Regions from separate parts of the Hordeum vulgare genome. Here region 2 is linked to region 1. Evidence: chromatin contacts called from public Hi-C data. All regions are on one chromosome and are shown on one strand. Each heading gives the region's core, a stretch centred on a gene start, on an enhancer-like site or on the middle of the called end of the contact. The rest is flanking DNA. Distances are from core to core; before and after follow the strand shown. Region 1 holds the start of LOC123425180 (nitrate regulatory gene2 protein-like). Region 2 holds the start of LOC123425182 (29 kDa ribonucleoprotein A, chloroplastic-like).

Evidence for each region. Hi-C and Micro-C count contacts between places; a contact is called where the count stands out from the background.
Region 2: a contact with region 1 is called in a Hi-C map of seedling, with 4 times the contacts expected there. The contact joins the promoter of LOC123425182 here to the promoter of LOC123425180 in region 1. A contact is called at or near these places in 2 of 6 Hi-C or Micro-C datasets (leaf and seedling).

What each region holds. Positions count from the first base shown.
Region 1 is chr2H:80,416,587-80,422,867 of MorexV3_pseudomolecules_assembly, forward strand. LOC123425180 (nitrate regulatory gene2 protein-like) reads right to left here and starts at 3,875. Exons shown (of 4, transcript XM_045108857.1): 1 at 2,729-3,875; 2 at 1,778-1,953; 3 at 1,306-1,529; 4 at 1-759. The coding sequence starts at 3,734.
Region 2 is chr2H:80,663,078-80,669,358 of MorexV3_pseudomolecules_assembly, forward strand. LOC123425182 (29 kDa ribonucleoprotein A, chloroplastic-like) reads right to left here and starts at 3,662. Exons shown (of 4, transcript XM_045108860.1): 1 at 3,251-3,662; 2 at 2,638-2,739; 3 at 1,998-2,312; 4 at 1,457-1,828. The coding sequence starts at 3,601. The coding sequence ends at 1,760. It overlaps LOC123425183 (exosome complex component RRP41-like), which reads right to left. Exons shown (of 7, transcript XM_045108861.1): 3 at 5,630-5,732; 4 at 5,408-5,528; 5 at 4,859-4,947; 6 at 4,612-4,761; 7 at 4,175-4,531. The coding sequence ends at 4,442.

The sequences.
Region 1 (6,281 bases), core at 2,625-5,124:
ATCGACCACAGGCTCTTGAACATCGCCGCCGACTGGAGGGAGAAGTCCGACACGACGCGGAACAGCTCCGGCAGGCTCGTCCGCAGGAGGCTCAGGGATTTCTCCCTCACCACCTTGCATTGCTTCGTGTATTCCTCCTCTAGGTCCTTCAGCGAGAGCTCCAGCCTCTCCATGGACGCTTTCCGGTCCGCAAGCGGGTCGGCGCGCGTCCCGTCAGGATTGCTGGCCTCCGGCGGGATCCCTGCTCTCTTCTCCATGTACTTCCGCGCCCAGTCCTCGAACTGTCTGCTCTTCCTCTCATGCTCCTTCCTCGTGTCCTGAATCCTTTGCCACAGCTTCATTTCCTCGCCCTGGTGCACCAGGATTGTGCGTATCACCTCCGAAAACGTGTGTATGGAATTCTTGGCAGCCTCGTCAGGGAGCTTCCCGAGGATATCGTGCCAAGCATGCAGAAGCCTCTTGATGGGAGGTGTGGTCTCGACTGGCTGCGACGAGTTAGACTTCAGGTTGGTATCAATGGGGATCACGTTCAGCTTGATCCAGCTGTAGAGGTTTCCGACGTACTCCTTCTGATGCTCCATGAACTTGCTGTACTGCGCGTGCCACTCCCGAACGACCTGCCATAGCTGCATGGTCCTTTCGTTGTGCCGTTCGCTTGTGTCGGGTGCCGCAACCGAGACGTCGAACGATTTGAGCTCTGAGATGATCTTGAGCTGTGCTTTGTGGTGCTTGTACATTGCGTCCCACATGTGCCCCATCCTGTCAGTGAGAAAGTAACACAATTCAGTGTTCCATAGTCTAATGCTTCTTCTTATAGGGAAGTTTACATTCATAACAGGATGTAGTAAAAAAAATCCAAAATGTTACACACTTCAGATGAAACTTTCCCATATAACATGGTTCTGAGTTCTGACTTCTGACACAAATATATGAACGGTATTGTACAAATTGAGGATATATGGAATATTTAGATGCTTCTTTAGGAAATGGGGATTTCAGGAAATACTTATGACCTGTCCTGATTCATGAAAGAATGAAATAAAGTTCCAACATGCCAAAAATTGAAACACTAAGCAACTGGCTTACCAGCAAACCGTACAATAAACTAAACAATATATAGGTTAATACTTTCAGTAGGGAGTTCTTGACTGCAGAACACTATTTAATTATCAGATACCATAACTAAATCAAAAATATGGGAACAAAATAGAAGGTACCATGAAGAGGTATCAGTGACATGCTTAAATTGACAAACTTGAAATAGAATAAATGACGTCAGAATTGTAAAGTAAAAGCAAGGTTTACCCCTTCACAAGTTCAAGAAGTTTTGGGTATAGTTGTTGATCTCTTAGCCGATTAATCTCCGCAATCGTGGATTCCATTGTTTGCAAATCGACAACATATCTTGTATGCAAGTGACTAGCAGCAGATTTAGTCCTCTCATATGATGAAGAACTGACCCCACGCTGCTTCTTCTTGTTCAGAGCAGCTAGCTTTTGTTGATATTCCATTTTGATAACCTCAAACTCCTGCGTCAATGACAAACTCATCAGATGTATGCCGAAAACAGCTTAGACAATGAAATGAATGCCACCATGCAGAATTCAAATGGTTTTAGCATCCTAGGACACATAACATGGGTATTAGGATGGCGTTATCATGACTAAAGTGGTTTTATGAACGCATAACACAAATATATGTACATATACAAGAAGATAACCTTTTTGATTTTTTCCAAAGAGCTACATAGAGCCCGAGTTTACTTTTCGATTTTTACCTTCACTTCATGGGATAGTTTTTTCTCCCATGCAAGCAGCTTCTCGAGAATGGTGGCGTGCGTTTCCCCTTCGGCGTCGTCTAACTCATTCTTCACCTGTTCCGGTTGTGGTATCCCTTTAAATGAGCGGTTCCAAGTGATAACTTGCATCACTCTAGCAGAATGATCCACAAATCCTAATAAGAGGGATGAGATAGAAGTAACCAAGGTTAGTCATTCTATTTACTCCATCCATTCCTAAATAAAAGACCTTTTAGAAAATTCACTATGGACTACATATGGAACGAAATGAGTGAATTTATATTCTAAAATATGTCTATATACATCCGTATATAGTCCATAGTAAAATCTCTAAAAGGTCTTATATTTAGGAACGGGGGGAGTACAATATTGTGTAATCTGTATTGTACAACACAACTCCAGCGGTCCCTGAAGACAAGCATGATGGAGACTGATCAGCTGAACTTAAAAGGCAATCATGGAGTGCAGACAGACAGACAATCAACTACCTAATTGTAGACCCTAAAAAATAATCAATCCCCTGAACCTATGCATGTGTAACCTATATGGATTAGCTGTTCTGTCGTTTACCCGCTAAATTAGTGTGGCTCCACTGTAACCACAATTAACAAGGCATCGTTTCATCTTTCCAATAATCAAGGATGGAACAACACTGTTGTTCTTAAGATTGCTGATTAGTAAGGTCAATTGAAAGTCTTAGTCTATCGTGTCGACCAGTTAAACTTGTTCCGTAAGCAGCATAGAAGAAAACGTCTTGGACTTCTTCACAAGCTTGCTCAAGCAGAGAAGTTTATGTTTCGAAAATTGAACTCTCGTAAGCTTTCCGTCAATGAGAGTGACAAAAAAATTAAACTGATTGATATTTTCAACTAGCTCGAATTGTGGAGTGAATTCTTGGTCTGACCAAATGGATGAGAGGTGTGTGGGTACCTCGCGTTTCGGCGAAGTTGGAGTGGTAGTGCATCCGCGCCGCCTCGAGCATCTTGGACACCTCGTGTGCGCTGTCTGATGCCTTGAGGAAATGATCGTCGAGGTCGCGAAGGATGTCGCCGAGCCTCGCCGAAGGCGGGGCTACCACCGTCCTGACTTTCTTGCCCTCCGGCCTCCTCGCGGCCTTCTGTGTCAGCGCCCTCCGCGCCACGGCTTCGACCATCGGCCTCTTGCCCTTGGCCACGTCCTCGGCAGCCGCGGGCGGCGCTGGCGGTGGAGGCAGAGGCTGCTCCTCTGGCTCAGGCGGCGGAGGCGGCGGCGCGGGGGCCTCGGCCCGCTCGGCTGCCCACGAGGCGGCGGTGGCGGCGCTGGGTGCCAGAGTGGGTGGCGGGACGGGTATGCCGTCCGGGGAGCCGAAAATGAACTCGTCCCAGGAATCCGTCTGCGCCGCCTTGCGCCTCGTGTCCGGCGGCAGGGAGGGCGGGGGGCGCGTGGGCGCGGGCTGCTGCGTCGGAGGAGGTGGCGGCGGCGGCGGGGGCTGGAGCTGGCCATCGTCCTCCGGCTCCGGAGGCCGCGCGTCGTCGGCTTCGGCGCCCTCGTCCTCCTCCTCCATGATGGGCGCCTCGCCGGAGGGCTTCTTCTTGATCGCCGGCGGGAGCGGCAGGTCGGGCGCGCTCATGGACCTGACGAGCGACGGGGCGTCCTCGGGCGGGCCCGGCGGGGGCGGGGGAGGCGGGAGCGCGAGCGCGGCCGCCTGGCCCCCGGAGCCCCCGGAGGTGGACAGGACCGCGGCGGCCGACGCGGAGTGGCGCAGCGCGCCCTCGTGCGCCTCGCCGGTGGCGTAGTCGGAGAGCGCGGCGCCGACGTTCCGGAGCGCGGCCGTGTGGCCCGCGTGCGCCCCCGAGAGCGCGTGCCGCGCCTCGACGGCCGCCCGCAGGAGGTTCTTCCGCTCCCGGCACCGCTCCACGGCGCCGTCCGCGTCCTCCTTGGACTGGCCGCACCCCATGGCTTGCACTCACACTCCCACGGACGACGACGAGGACTTATACGGTGCCGCCTCCTCCGGTTCCTTGGCGCGGGGGGTTTGCGTTGCGCTGCGCACTTGGGCGTGACGAGGAGTCTGGGCCTTTTGGGGGTGGACGGGCGGATGCTTTTGTGCTTTGGAATAAAGCAGTGGGGGGCTCCAAAGGAGGCAGGCCTACGGTCGCCGTCGTCGCCCAGTGGATCGCATCACAGGTGGAGGTGGAGGGCCACGGCGGTGGACGACACGCTCGAACCTCCTGCCTTTTAGATTGGATCTTCTCAGCACCACCGTGTGCCGCTCAGTGGGCAGGTAACACAGGCACTGTTCTTCTCTGACCCACGAGCCAATAATCGCGAGTGATCCTAGCTGACTGGATAAATATCAAGGAACCACCGCCATTGACCTGAACTGTTGGGCGAACTGTCACAGCTCCACTGACCATGTCACTAGGGCAAAAGAACAAAATGTTTTCTGCAGCGTAAGTGTGAGTAGGAGTACAATTTCTTTTGGAGGACTGATGTCGCGCGCGAGTGGCCAGATCAAACCCTATTTAACCATCAGATTAAATCTTATAGAAAAATAAACTGGGATGTAGCAAAAAATAAACAGCAATGTAGCAAAAATCGGTCACAAATGCAACAGAAATGTGGTTGTAGCAAAATATTAACGTGGTTGTAGCAAAAATAACGATGCAAATGATGCGTGGTAACAAAACAAAATATGAATTGTAGTAAAAAGCGAACGTCGTTGTAGCAAAAAGTCGACACCGGCGATGCGTTGTAACAAAAACCCGGCGTGGTTGTAGCAAAATGAGATGTGGATTCTAACAGAAATCAACACCTGTTATAGCAAAAAAAAATCCGACGAACTCGGGTTACAACACTGACGAACCGATGCAGCTTTTTTATTGGACGGTTGTAACAAAAATCGATGTCTGTTGTAACAAAAATCAACACCGGTTGTAGCAAAAGATCCGACGAACTTAGATTACAATTCTGACGAACGTGGATGTAATTTTTTTAATGAACGAATGTAACAAAAATCTACACCGATTATAGTAAAAGAAAACACTGATACGACCCGCCATAAAATAAAATTAGGCTTAATCATATGGCGCGCGCTGGGCCGGCTTTGGCCGGCGAGCCAGCCACAAACGTTTCCCATTTCTTTTTTAAGTTGGTTCCTAACGATTTCGATTCATTAGAAAGGAAAAGGTTCACCTGTTAAATAACAAAAAACCAGGCGAAATACAACAGCCACATAAGCAACAATGGCCGACCTGGCCACCCATACGAAAATCAATGTCATTATTGTGTTAGAAATTAAATTAGTAAATGATGTCCAACTCCGAACAATCATGTCTCTTCTCTTTCTCTATTGCCCACATGCATCAGTTTTGAAGGGATGCCTCCGAACAAACACCTCTTCTTCCCACCTCTTTCAGATGTATATATACTTGAGAATCAATAGAAACATGACTAATGATTCATTTACTTTCATTAATCTCGTTTTACTCTAATACGTTATCATCGCTTTTCTCTATGAGAGCGATTAGGTGACACAGAACGGCGAAAGAGATGGCCATCGGCCGTTGTGTGACGAGGCCCTCCTGTTCGCAGACGTGATCACAACTTCCTCGCACCACCGATACCCTAGTGCCGCCTCGCCCCCGCCGTCACCGCGCCTCCGACGAGACACGACCCTGCCATGTCGATCTCATCCTCCCTCTCCGCGCGCCTCGACCTCGGTCCCGCGCCCACGGCCGCCCCGCACGGTGGGGCCCTTACGCCCGCCCCTCGGAACCCCACAGGAGCGGCTGCGCCAAGGACTCCCGCCCGTCCCTCTGCCTCGAACCCGAGACGGCGAGGCTCCTCGGTCCCGCGCGGAGGGCTGAATCCCACGGTGGATCGAGTCGCGGCGCCGCAGCCCCTGCACCTACACGACGGTGGCTTGGAGACCCGAAGAAGTCGGACGAGAATACGAATCCCGAGCCGGCACGAGTCCAGAGCCGATCCTGGAGCCGCGCGTCGAGGAGGAACGTGGTTGTGACAGTTTCGCTTTCCTCTGCGCCCTCGCTGGAGACAAGGAGGCTATTACTGGAATCTCTATGCCGGTGGGGTCCGATAAGCTCTACCCTGGCAGTGCCGACAACTCTGTTCGCGTATGGACGACAAATCTGGCAAGAATCACTTCATCAAATCATCCATGAAGAGGCCGACGGCAAGCATGGTTGCGTGATGCTAGCGGCCACTTCCCTGAAGAGGCCGACTGCACTTCATCCACATCACGAAGGCGTTTCTTCTACTTACCAAAAAAATGACATCCGGCGTGGCGAGGCCTCGATCCATGCGAGACACCCCGACAACGGGAGGCAACACCGGCCTCGACGAAACGGCGGCCTCCATCCCGGAGCACACAGCGACCCTCGACCCCGTCGCTATCCTCCAGCACGCAGCCCCGTCATGGCCATCAGCCGGCTCCAATGGACAAGACACGAGTCCCGATGGTGCATCCTCAGAAGAGACTGTC
Region 2 (6,281 bases), core at 2,412-4,911, 250 kb after region 1:
GGCCCCTGGAACGCGCCCAGCGGCGGCAGCTTGGGGCACGCCCGCGGCCCGCCGCCGCCGGACATGGTGACGAGCACGGTGGGGCAGGGCTCCCGGCAGATGCAGCACCGGCGGCCGGCGAGCTGGGAATTGGAGCCGGTGCGCATGCGGACCGCGCAGTCCGAGCAGACCTCCCGGTGGCCGCACGGCCCGATCGCCACCCACTCGAGCGGCTCCATGCACACCCCGCACTCCGATGGCTCCGAGGGCGCCGCGTCGACGTCGACGGCGTGGCAGGGGTCGCTCGGGGTGGCGAGATGGTCGCCGTCATGTTTGGCTCCGCCGACGTCGATGTCGATGACGTGGCTTGGATTGCTTGGAGAGGCGAGCAGGTGGCCGGCGAGAGGCCCCGTGTGTTTGGCGTCTCCGCCGACGTTCATGTCGATGGCGTGGCTTGGATTGCTTGGAGAGGCGAGCGGGTGGCCGGCGAGAGGCCCCGTGTGTTTGGCGTCTCCGCCGACGTCCATGTCGATGGCGTGGCTGCCGTTGCCGCCGTCGACCTGAGCCATGGCCGAGTTTACGAGTAGTTACGTCGCTGTAGTACCTCTGTGCCCTAGACTAGCAGAGCCTCTGGCGGCGCTTGCTACCCTATGGCCCTGTTTGTTTCATAAATCCTAGGACTTTTTTAAGTGCCAACTTATAAGTCATAAGTCCCTATCTGTTTGTTTACAGGGACTTATAAGTTCCGAGTCCTTACCTGTTTGTTTACAGGGATTTATAAGTTCCGAGTCCTTACCTGTTTGTTTACAGGGACTTATAAGTCCATATTGCAGAAAACGGGACGGCGGGGGACGAACCGGGTGGCGACGGGGCGGGGCGGCGATGGGGCGGCCCGGGCGGCGACAGGGCGGGCGGGGACGGGGCGAGCGGCCGGCGGCGATTGGGGCGGTGCGAGCGACGAGGGACAGGGCGGCGGCCACTGGATCGACTTCCGCGGACCTAACCAGCAATAAGTCCCAATAAGCTTCTACTAGAGAGTCTTATTTGATAAGTCTCAAATAACCATAATAAGTCCCTTGTGTTTGGTTTAGGTGGGACTTATAAGGACTTTTTTAAGTCCCAAAACCAATAAGTCGTGGGAAACAAACACCCTCTATGTCACGTACGTATTATAGGCTCGTGATCCGACACCTGGCTGGACTGGTTTCCGGTTCGAATTAACGTGGGCAAGAAGCGTTCGTGATCGGATTAGGAAGAGGGTTAGCCATCGATCCGACTCGATCGTGTCATCTGAGCTGACAATTTAGTGGATTACGATTTATTTATTTTTGCAAAAAAGTACAGAAATTCCCATTGGATTTACGAGCTATTTGGGGGGCAAAAAGTAGGGACTTCACCTAGAAAAAGACACTCAGAGAAACAGTAATTTACGAGTTATTTTTGGGCAAAAAGTAGGGACTTAAGCTAGAAAAAGAAATTCAGAGAAACAGTAGGCGTTTTACTTTCGAGGGGGATAGAGCCATACACAGCATCAACAAACATTCAAAAGGGTTTTTAATGGTATCGTACATCATCTATGCTGCTAAGCATATAGAATGACTTTGACAAAATTTCTACTTTTTCTATCAAGAGGCGCAACGAGTTGCACGGCTGACAAAAATCTTCCGGTATACAAATTCACTTCCCAGTCTCTCTCATCAACCGCGAGAAAATAGTAGTAGAAACTACAAACTAACACTTACGCAACACGTGATTAATCTCTAACCAGCGTCAGGATATCTTAAAACCGCCTTTGCTCCCTCGGCTTCGACTCTGCCACGGTAACCCGGATCTGCCTGCCGTCAAGGTCCTACACAACAAAAACCATATGCTTCATCAGTATACCTATTTCACAAAACAATGCGAAGAACATACAAGCCGTCACATTAAACAATGTGAAGGACTATAGTCACATTACACAACTAGATAGATGTAACTCTGTTGAAACTGGACACTGAACATAATATGCAAGAACTTACCACTCCGTCGAGGTTTGAGATCGCATTGTTGACCTCATCAGCAGAGCCATAGGTGACGAAGCCAAAGCCCCTCGACCTGCCGCTGTCCCGGTCATAGATGACCTTAGCATCAAGCACCTTTCCTTGTTCGCTGAACAGGTTCTCAAGCGTTGAGTTGTCAACACCCCAGGATAGGTTCCCGACGTAGAGCTTGTTGGCTGAATCAAAGCTGCCGCCACCACCACCGCCGCCCATGGCCCTCGGTGTTCTGGGTGCGAATTCATCTCTGGGTGGTGGTGGTCCGGAGTTAACCCTCAAAGGTCTTCCTTGGAAGGTCTAAATAGGGAGATATAAAATCAGTTAGTTGACAGTCCAATACTCCAACAAATGCACTATGCACAAGAGAAAACAAATAGTCCCAAACAATTAACAAAGACTGCACTACAACGTTTAGTTATGTGTGATATCAGATTTCAGGTTTATACTAGTAACCTGAGCATAGGTGCATCTTCGCTTAAACATTACATGAAAGACAAACACCCTAATGTATAGAGAAGTAACTTCTTCACAACAGCATGTAAAATTTATCTGCGGTTAGTCACTGAAACCCATTTAGTGTACCAAGATAAGGTGGTTTAAAACAGATGAAAAGACTGCTTACATAGCCATTGAATTGCTCGACGGCGGCAGCAACTTCCTCAACTGAACCCATTGTGACGAATCCAAATCCACGGCTCCGTCCGGTCATTCTATCGTATACAACCTGCAAAAAATGAGATGATATATAATTCTGAAAAAATAAACTATCAAGGATTTAGCACGCAGCTCTGCCACAGTTGAACATTCATTTGCTGTAGTATGTTTCATTTACACCGCCACTGAACTAATTCAAACTTAGTTCAAGCCGTTTTGCAAAACCTTATCTTATCTTATCCTGAAGAAAAACAACCTATGCTACTCTGCTATAACTGAGCATTCATTTGTTATAGTGAGAGGCCCCTGAAGTACTGAACCAACTCGAACTTACTGCATGCCGAGACAAATTTACAGCACCTTATCCTATCCTTGAGGAAACAGTCTATACACAGTACCAATTCCACATCCATCAGACAACCCGACACTACACTGAAACAAGTCTCTATATATCCTAACCATGCAATGCCAAGCAGAATTTCACATTTCGTCGGGACACTAGAGTAATTACCTGTAGGCCATTACAATTTTGCTCTAAGAGTAAACAGTAAATACCAAGACCAGGGAGCGTGAATTTATACCTCGACCATCTCGACGGAGCCGGCCTGCTCGAAGAGCCCGGCGAGCTGCGCGCTGTCGACGGTGAAGGGGAGGTTGCCGACGAAGACCTTGAGGTCCTCGGAGTACTCGGCCTCGGAGTCGCCCCCGCCCTCGCCCTCGCTCTGCTCCCCCTCGGCGTCCTCCGTGTCGAACTCGGACGACACGGCCACGGCCACGGGCAGCAGCAGCCGCCTCCGCGGCGCCAGCAGCGCCGACACGGCGCGCAGCGGGCCGCAGGTGAAGGAGGCGGAGGCGGCCGCGGCGGGCCTGGCGGCGGAGGGGAGGGGGATGAAGTGGTGCGAGAGCGCGGTGGAGAAGAGGGTGGCCGCCATTGCAGAGGGGGGATAAGACTCGACTGGGGATAAGGTTCTGGCGCTGGGGTTTGGGGAGGGGTGAGTGTGGGAGTGAACTGTGGAGGGCGTTTTATAGTGTACGGGGGGGATGGATGGACGGCCAGCCGGTGAGCCACACCAACGGCTGGATATTTCTCTGGGGGAGATATTTTTCTGGGGCTGGGGTGTGAGGGGGTGTGGCGCCACTGGCAGTGGGAGAGGCCGGCCAAATGTTTAGCTGGAAACTGGCTGTATTAATTTGTTGGAACGGGATGGGGATAATGCACTCTCATCAGGATTATTTTTTTCTTTTGCGACTTCATGATAACGCACTATGAAGCATGAATAGCAACGATATTCTTGTTTCTTCTAGGTAAATAGAGGCATTCTTGCTGAAAATAAAGCCCACTGCAACTGAAATGTGAAGTGGTAAACACAAAATTTTGGAGGCGTGAGATTGCTGTAAGTGGTAAACACAAGCTGCTTGTACCAGCCGAACAACAACCAGATGAGATACATAGCAGCACCACAAAAAATTTATAGCATCCCAGTCCCAGGCTCCCAGACCCAAAATACAGGGCAATAGCTTTGACATCATAAACAATCCATAGAATGATAGTACAAAGTTCCGAAAAATCCCAGGTTCCGAACTCACAGTACAAGACATGGCTTGCACACCTACAAGATTTTCTCTCGGCTAAACTCTTTTGCCAAAAGAAACAATCACCACAGCCATGTAAATTGTGCTCCTGCAAACAGCAGTCCTGTCCTCCCTTCCCTACAAAACTTCTACAGCTAAGGATATCTGTTGCGATTCTGCAAACATGTGTCGCTCAAATGTCATTCGCTCGCCAGGCTCGCGGGGTCTTTCAAGCGCTCCCGCAATATCTCGCAAAGCTTGCTGCAAGCATCCATACAGAGCTCTACTGCCTGTTGATGAACAAGAGAAAGAAGTTAGTATGATTGTTGTTGCCTTGGCATCATCTCAGGTAATCCTGTAGATAATATACATTGGTGATTTTGCCATCAGTCCACTCCCCAGTCAGCGTAAGTTGTGTGATCTCCTTGCGGGCCGGCATATAAGACACCATAAGGCCTCCGTCTTGCCATGCCTCCTCGTCTGAGGTTGGATCGATGATAACATTCTTCCCTAAACAGGACTGGCAGATCGAAGTTGAAACTGATCAGCTTCCAGTTTAAATATCTCTCGACAGAAGTACACATGTGTCATAAAGCAGGGAGAATGTGAGGGCATACCACAGATACTGATGTAACAAGGTCATACATCATGATCCCAGCATCTGCCAGTGCAAGACTAGCGCAAGATATTATAATGGGAAGATCGCCTGAAATAAAAGAGAGTGGTAAGGATGAAAGTAGTTGCTTCTCTTTATCAGAAAGTATGGTACTGCAGAAAGAAATGGTGAGGGAGAAAGGCTTCTGTCAAATAAAATATGGAAAGAGATACAAAATGTATCGGCAAATGTGATGAAATGCACACTAAAAGTATTAACTCATTACTTACCTAACCTGCCTAAATATGTTCACTTTTTCTCAAGTTAGTAAGGACTGCGACAAAACAGCACGTTCATACTATGAACTTGTGAGTAATATAACTTGACTTTAACTTATATTACAAGAGCAAGAACATACTGCGTTATTGACATTAAGATGAGTAAGAATATGAACACAATTTCTGAATAAGCACTGGAAAATAATTTAGGAGCATTTCCTAGTAGAAAGATGCAATATGTAACTAGTGTAATAAACTGGAAACCAAAAGCAAAGTCATGAATAGTATCATACTGCCACCAGACTCAAGAACCAACGCAAAAACATCAACAGTAGTCTTCGGAAAAGTATGTAGCATTACTGCGCCTTCCAGGGCTTTGTGAAGCATTCCAGAGTACTCTTTGTTTTCCAACCCCTGAAATGAAGATGCATGCTATCAATCTTTATTTTCAAATATATGTTATTGACTAAAAATATTCTCCAAATAAATCGATGAGAGCTAATTAAACAGGATACCTGTCCACGTATACCAGTGGCAAATGTTGTATAGCTCACACTGCAATTGAGCCTACCAGTGTCACTGTACAGCATTGCTTTCTTGCTCTCCCTTGGGCCAAACCTGCAAAGATGATAAATAAATAAGCATTACTGAGCAATCAATCAATAAGATAGGTCCAACAAAAGTGCACAATCTAATACATTGAATTCACTACAAATCTACTCCCTCTGTACCTAAATACATGTAGTTGGGGAAAACTAGACTAGTTCTCCCCAACTACAAGTATTTAGGTACAGAGGGAGTAGGAAGCACATGTTGAAGTTGAAGGACTACAAAGTTCAAGATATCTTTGTGAATTTAAGATTTTACCCATTGAGAAAGATTTAGCCATGTAGTCAAAACTCCGGAGTGATAACTGATTAGAGCACAAGATCATAAAATACTCGCATGTCTTTGCACACTCAGAATGATAGGAAATACATGGATTCAAGATGAACATGAAATGTTCTTAGTTGCTTAGCAAAGTATAAGCATTTTCGAGTCCAAACAAAGAACTTGTAAATAAATATCAGTTGACCGTAACTTGGTGATATTTGATTCCATCAACACTCAGATAACTACTTAAATTGTCAAATCTGGAATAACTTCCAAGGATGAATTTGGCATACC